Linked DNA regions of Bombyx mori: region 1 is linked to region 2. A link is a contact called in public Hi-C data. All regions are on one chromosome and are shown on one strand. The core of a region is the stretch at or near the end of the contact, and the rest is flanking DNA. Distances in the headings are between cores, read along the strand shown. Region 1 holds the start of LOC101746048 (fasciclin-3). Region 2 overlaps LOC101746048 (fasciclin-3).

Evidence for each region. Hi-C and Micro-C count contacts between places; a contact is called where the count stands out from the background.
Region 1: a contact with region 2 is called in a Hi-C map of whole pupa, with 3 times the contacts expected there. The contact joins the promoter of LOC101746048 here to the enhancer-like site in region 2. A contact is called at or near these places in 4 of 7 Hi-C or Micro-C datasets (midgut and whole pupa).

What each region holds. Positions count from the first base shown.
Region 1 is chr23:21,277,170-21,280,842 of ASM3026992v2, reverse strand. It overlaps LOC101746048 (fasciclin-3), which reads left to right and starts at 1,894. Exons shown (of 13, transcript XM_062675465.1): 1 at 1,894-2,130.
Region 2 is chr23:21,211,320-21,215,334 of ASM3026992v2, reverse strand. The region is part of intron 2 of LOC101746048 (fasciclin-3); the gene reads left to right. Among protein-coding and RNA genes, the nearest start is that of LOC101745761, 24 kb to the right of the region's middle. Within about 2 kb of position 2,189, at least 6 of the 8 cell types and tissues checked have open chromatin away from gene starts, as enhancers often do.

The DNA.
Region 1 (3,673 bases), core at 645-3,144, 66 kb before region 2:
TCACACGCGACTCGACCACGGAATCGCTTGTTCGTAAGTCAAAGTGTACTCCAGTAACCACTTAACACCAGGTGGGGCTGTGAGCTCGTCCACCCATGCAAGCAATAAAAAGGGGGTTTATAGTAAATTTAATGGATAATTAGGTAATGAGTTAATTTGTTAAAATTTTACTTTAATCTGTCCTTTTAACCCTTCGACTGCCATGTAGGTCACCGGTACCCTACGGCGCACTGAAGTAATTATGTCGATTTCTGTATGTACCTATGTTTTAATATTTTAGGTATCTTTGAAATAGATTCATACTCAGTATGTTTGGATTCGTCTTTCCCAGTATCTACTAGATATTTCGGCGCTTTAGTAGCCGAAATCGATTAATTACTTGAGTGCGCCGCGTAAGGCACCAGTGACCTACATGGCATTTAATGTGTTAAAGAGCTTTCGATCAAAACATAAGATGTCAATTAAATACTAATCGTTATATGAACACCTACTAGTAATGGAGAAAACATACTATTTCAATACTAATCGTTATAAGAACACCTATTAGTAATGGATTTTAGTTTCCCGCAGACTAACTGGACATCGACAATAGTAGCAGCAGATTTTCTTCACCTACAAAACAGAAATGAGCTTTTATGTTTTTAATTTATCCCGGTGCCTAATTCTGTGGTCTCACAAAACTATTACATACTTTAAAGTTTATATGAGATCCTTACGTTTAAGGTCTACCTGATCCTTCAAAAGTCACGTCCAATTTATTCTAAGATTAGAATATCCAGTCGGAAGTTAATAGAATAACACCGTTTTAACCTTCAAGCGCGCATTGTTTATAGCAAAAATAGAAAGGCGGTAACATCTACTGACCCACGTGAGCCTGTTGATGTCATGAGCATTGCCCACTCTTAGACTTAGCGTTACTCACGAATGTAATAAAGAAATGAGAAATAGTGAAATAACGTATTGTCCAGTTGCGGCGTCATAGAACACTTTTTGAATCTTTCGAGCGAAACGTCGTTCAACACGAGCACGGCCGAGTCTTGCCGACGGAAACCGAACGGACGATGAAAGCTGTTGCGCTTTGGAGTTGCCATTTATATTTAATTTTGGAAATTTGTAGATTTTATTTAACGTGGACTGCTTTGAGATTTTCTTCAACAGTGGACTGTGTTTTATATTTTAAAAACATAATGAATGATAGAGACGCTTGTGTTTAATCGTGGCCTGATGATATACACCAGCGACTCAGTGTCTAAGCTCATTAATTGAATAGTTAGCCGCTTATTTTTTTGCAGCCATATGATCAAACAGCTCACTTGATGGTGAGCAGTGTACATATTACACAGACATTACCAATGGTATTGCGCACAACGACTTTACTGGCTATTAAACATGACACCATAAGAACTATTAATTAACTATTAAATTTGAAAACGGACAGAAAAAAAGACTTTTTTTAATAAACCGAACATATTTTTCAATAAATTGGAGAACCCGGTTCATTTCTAGAGCTTTTTTCTGGTCTTGATGGAAAAAAACGTATGCCCGCCCGCATCGAGATCAAAGTTGTTTTGTTGGAAAAATAAAAGAATAATTGGGATTAAACCATCACATTAGATTAGGTCTTACGTCGTTATAGATAAAGACTTGGAAAGCTAGCTTCTGTTAAAAAATTCTTTAAAATCTAGAATTTAAAAATATAATTTGAAGGGTTGTTTGATAACGATCTAATATTAAATATGAAACCTCATTATGTCTATATTGTGACGCGCACTAAAACTTTACTCACCAGTCCGATCGAACAAAACACAAAAACCCAACATTTTCCAAGAAAAAACACTATCTATCTCATAATCAAAACTCAGCAACACCGGGTAACTTTTTTTGAACGCGAACTAGTTTGACGCTAGCGTTTATGGTGATAGGTTGTATTTGACTCGCGCGCGTTCGTACTTTTACGCGATCCTCGGGAAAACCGGTTTGAAAGTGAGGTGTGGCGTGGGCGATTGTGGTACCGCGTTCGACCGTAACCAAAAAAAAAGAGAAAAAATACATGAAACTACCGACATTCGTGTAACAAAAACTATTTGAGGAGTAAAAGTGAATTGCCGTTGGATATCAGAATCGAGGCAGGTAATCTATCAGATAAATTTATTATCTTTTGTATTTTAAAGTTAAAGCATGCGAATAGCAACTTGTGTAGGTAATAAAATTACGCATTCTCCACCAATCTTAGTGTTTATTTGTACAAAATAGAAGGATTGTCGTTAATGTTGGCATAAAGACTCTTTACATGGTTTCAAAGTGGGTCGGCTGCGATATTCGTGACGTGATGATGTACAGTGTACGGCAAAATATTGTACTACCTAATAATTAAAATTTACATGGAAAATCTTGTCTGGGTATCAGTATGAAAGTATTATAGAGAATTGAAATTTTATTTTAAATCGGAGCGCCTCTGTGAGGTCTAATGAGTCACTGTCATTAGTTCTTTGTGTTGATTTGAGTCAAATATAACATTACGTTGATACTTGAATTGTTTTGGTTTGTTAAAATTATGCCTTGGATTTGTAAGCTAAAATAACTGTGGTCTATTGACATGTCGATCTCACGTATCAAGCTTCTGCTCTGATATCGATGGCTGTTTAAGCAACACCATTAAGGAAATAAAAGGCCAGTGCAGTCAATAGTCAAAGCGGTCGTGTTTTATTTCGGAGACAGGTGGTCAACGGGCCGTCTATCTACCTGTGTTTTTTTGGAGGGTAGTTTTTTCATTAATTTGTCTTTCAAGATGTCTGTGATAGGATTGTTAAACTTTAAGGTAATTTCGTGAATGACAGCTTCGAAATTTTAACTGTTTGAAACGCTTTAGATGTGAAAACATCAAAATTAACATCATGTAAAGTAAATTTTGAGTTCATTGTTCAACTGTATAATACAGCATATAGGTAATATCTTTTATTGAAAATAGACTTATCGCTTGTGTGGTTGTCCACCTTAATGCTCTCAATAACACTCAATTTCAATTTAGTTTTCAGTTATTGATAAGTTGGACACGAAGAAAACGAAGGTTTTCAATAGCATTTAAAATGAAATGTACAAGTATTTATTCAAATAAGTTTGGATGGGATTAATGTTCGTTTTCGTAAATAGGTTGAGAGAGAGATAATTAGTTAATAGAGACGAGTCACGTAAGATTTATCTGGCTAATAAAAGCGACATTAGGTACTTGGTGCGTGGGCGCTGCTATGTCAGAATCTTTCTTCGAATAAATTGCTGTAAGGTTTCAATTCAACGACATTTAACGAACGCGTGGACCCAAAAAAAACACAAAATCTTCACTCAACCATAAAACCCTATTCTTCATGTTGATATGTCAAGGTGAATATCTAATATGCATGTCTATTTTCAAGGGCCATTAAATAATTAGCATTATTGGTAAACTATTTGTCATGTCAGTGTTATTTATAGATAGCGTATGCTTTTTTTTTGCTTATGTGGTTGGTCGAGCTCACGGCCCACCTGGTGTTAAGTGGTTACCGGAGCCCATAGACCTCTACAACGTAAATGTCGAGATATGAGATGCCTTGAGATATGAGTTCTTAGGTCTCAGGTTTTACGGTACAACGGCTGCCCCGCCCATCAAACCGAAACGCATTACTACCTACAGAAATAG
Region 2 (4,015 bases), core at 940-3,439:
ATATCTTGTTACTTTTTTTTTAATATACAAAAAACAAAATCTTTTTTTTGTGATTTTTTTGAATACCCTACGAAATATATTTTTTATTGTTTTCTTATTGCATAAATGGGTGGACGAGCTCACAGCCCACCTGGTGTTGAGTTGTTACCGTAGCCTTTAGACCTCTACAACGTAAACACCACCACCCACCTTGAGATATAAGTTCTAAGGTCTCAGCATAGTAATAACGACTGCCCCACCTTTCAAATCGAAACGCATTACTGCTTCACGGCAGAAATAGGCAGGGTGGTGGTACCTACCCGTAGATACTAATGAAAATTGTTTATATAAATCTGAAAATTCTCTATGTCCGTTTTTACGTAAAATAACTTTTTGACTCGAATTTGTTAACATAAGTTTAAACCCAATGAGTGGTTCTGTGTATAAAAATAAAGATTTAAAAAACGTAATATAGATTTTTTGGCGGGAACGCGCGGAGTGAAGTTGTGTGATTTGTTTTATTTTGCCTATTTAGTGTTTCTTCATGTTTATATGTGTGGTATGACGGTGGTTTATTAACTGTTGAACATCTGTGAAAGTGCACAAATGTGGGAAAATTAAACAAAGCCGCTGGACGTAACTTCTCGGGATCTACCAAAAAATCCACTGAAAAAATCTCAGTAATTGACCACCATTTGTACTGAGATTATATTTCATCCCATATCATTTCATTTAATTTCATCCCAGTCGATTAATGTCTCAAATTAATCATCTTCATTGCATTTAATTTCAGACCATATTATCATTATCCATAAAAATAAGAATATAAATTAAAATAAGACATGACTTAAAGGTCTTAGTTACCAGGTCATAAAATTTCTAAAATAATATTTAAAAAACGGTAATCTATGCTATATTTCGTATACTATAAATCATATAGTAGTGATTTCATATCATATGTAAACGGTATATATCTATTTATTGTATATTTATGTATTTTGTTTAATAATGTATTATTAATATGTACACCGCAACATACCTGCTGTATCTTTATCATTTTCAGAATTTCCGTAAATAAAACAGTTGTCTGAAAGAGATCGCTTTTAGCGACAAGACCGCCTATTGTACAAATATATCTGCATATTGATTGCTTTTTTGTCTTATAAATCGACGAGGCTGCACGCATGAAAAATTGTCACGTTCCGCCCTAGCTTGAGCGTGCGAGCGAGAGTGCGGAACAAGCGATAGAGAGACACGATCGGCCCAAGCGTTGGCTTGTGACACATCTCTCTCTCTTCTCACGTGACGTCAGAGCTAGATAAAGTTTATTCTCTCTCTCTCTCTCTCTGTAATCTGATATGGATATACTTCTCTACTACTACACCGAGACTTTTATGCTTAGTCTGAAATAACAGTTCTCAGTTTTCTGTAAGCTACCAGATTATACTTGTTTCATGGTACCAGTCCGTACGGGCGCGGCACGCACCAACATAACACTATTACAAAATCATCCCTCAATACAGGGGCTCGTAATTGTTTGGTAGAGCCCCGCGTTATTGAGCACTCAATAAAATCAGTTTAGGATAGCACACCCCTGAGGCGGTTGAGCAATTTGTCAGCGATTGCGGTCGTATCCCGGTCTCTCTAATAGACGAATGGTTAATGTGTAAGATTTAGAGTAAAAAATCCTTTATTAGCTTCAATTAGCTGCCCAGAAATTATGCGTTCTAGATAAAAGACTGATTATTTAATGGTAATTGAGTCTTCGTAATGTGAGACACCCCCGGCCAGGTGGAGGGATGCGAAGATCCGCAAGAAATGATCGGGGAAAGCCGAAAACTCCTAAGTAAATTAGAAGAGGCAAGAGAATTATGCTGATGTTGAGTCTTGGAACTCATGTTTCGATGTAAATGTCTTCCACAGTTGACTCAGCGTATCAACACCGGCTGCTTAGTAAAATTATTAGAATCCTTGTCATTTACATGACATACCATTACGACCCTACAAATTGGGGTAGACAGAAAATAATAACGAACGGTTCATAGCTTTGCAAGATCGTTTCGATGCTCGGGGGAGTTGATAAGCGCATTACTTGATTAGATATTTGACTGGAGTCTTTTTTTATTGCATTAGATGTTGTAGCGTGCAACATTAGCACACCAAGTCGCACTCGGGAATCATCGGGAGTTTTCGGGTGCGATCGGAATAACAGAACACGCAGCTGTCACTAGATGTCACTGTCAGTCAACAAACAATACTACTATATAGGTCTATGAACAATACACGGTAAGGTTCATAAACATCCTAAATGTTCAATTTATTTCCACACGTCAACTCTCACTTCTTACGCTCCATAAATAACGCTATAAATGGATAGCCCGTGACCTATGATGTAGTAAATAGTCGTCAAGCTAGTTGGATCTTTAATATTTGTAATACAGAAGCACAGACGGCCGACGATATCACTGAAAATATTTTGGGAATTAATTTTATCTTTGTACGGGCTGATAAAAACTGACAAAAAAATTGTTTAGTTTTTGTCATAACGAAATATTGTGAGTTAAAAAGTGTAACGCGCACAATACATGGTCGGTTATATATGGTGTGTTATACATGTATACGTAACATTAGTGTGTCGATGACGCGAACCCATAAGATTTTCCTCTACCAAAAAGTGTTCAACGCGTCTGGGTCGTTTTCAATTTTGCGGCCAAAAAAGTAACGATTTCATTAATTTAAATTTTCTCTAATTTTCCATTTTTTTGTAATCAGGCATGTTCAAAATTAAAAGTGCTTCATCATAATGAAGTCAATCACTCATTTATTGATAATATTATATATTAATCATTTATATTTTTCCTTTTACGCATTTGATAACGCCAACACGGATGACAATTTAAATAGGAACTTTTTTTAAAGCTTAGAAATCGAACTTATTTGTTTTTGATAAGCTTCTAATAACTGGTTAGTTTTCCTTTATTATTGTATTATATACTGATTAAATAATATTGCCGAATTTCAACACGCTTTACTGGAAAAATAGCAAACAAGTTAGATTTTTAATTACGAACCAGTGATACGTATGAGATTTGGGGTAGTTTTTAATGTAGAACTCCTAATTTAATGGTGTTTAGGAATATATAGTTATAGGACCACGGGTCTGTTGTCATGTCAATTACGGTAACATTAAGGTTATGAGAATTAAATCAAATAACTCGTTTTTGACCCCAAATTTGAAAATGATCCGTCTCAAGAAAAGGTATTATATCGAAATTACAAACGGACGATTTTATTTTATTTATCTCTATTGATTTCCGACAGTTCAATTTTGAGTGAAGAACTTTAAACTTAAAATGTAATAGTTAAACTTTCTAGAACAGTTCGCTCAATGTATTTCTTTATTCTAAAGATAACATTGATCACTCAGTGTAACGCCCGCTTATTCAATCAATTTTGTTTGGCTTCTCTTAACAACAGTCAATTATTTAAAATACTTTCCTCAGACGAGACCCCAATCCTCTTGCATCCTCTTGTGTTGCATTCGGAGACGTTTTTAACAAATCGCTTTTCCCTTTCTTTGTCGGGTGTCATGTTATTATTATTTTACAATTGTAATTATATTTAACTTTCTCAGCCATTGTTTATTTATATGAGAAACTAACACAATGTATACACGGAAACTAAAGATAGGTTGACAAAAACCAAATAAGTTTCCATTGCTAACACAACGCGTGAGTAAGATAGTCAAGAAGAATAAATGAAATTTACAAATAGGTAAAACAATGATACAAAAAATAATACACTGAAACTAAAATACGGATCTGTATCATCTTAAAAAATATATGTTATGTATGCTACTAGTATTTTTGGCGAAAACGGTCTTCGGACAGCGACAGACGCATTAGCTTTTGTAGTTATCTCGTTACTTAGAAGCTTCTCGAACTAATTTAGGGAACAGAACAAAGCTTTCAATGAGTCCCCGGAGTAAGGGACCGCTGTGAACCGGCGGGATCCAGTTCCAGCCAGTTCGTGCTAG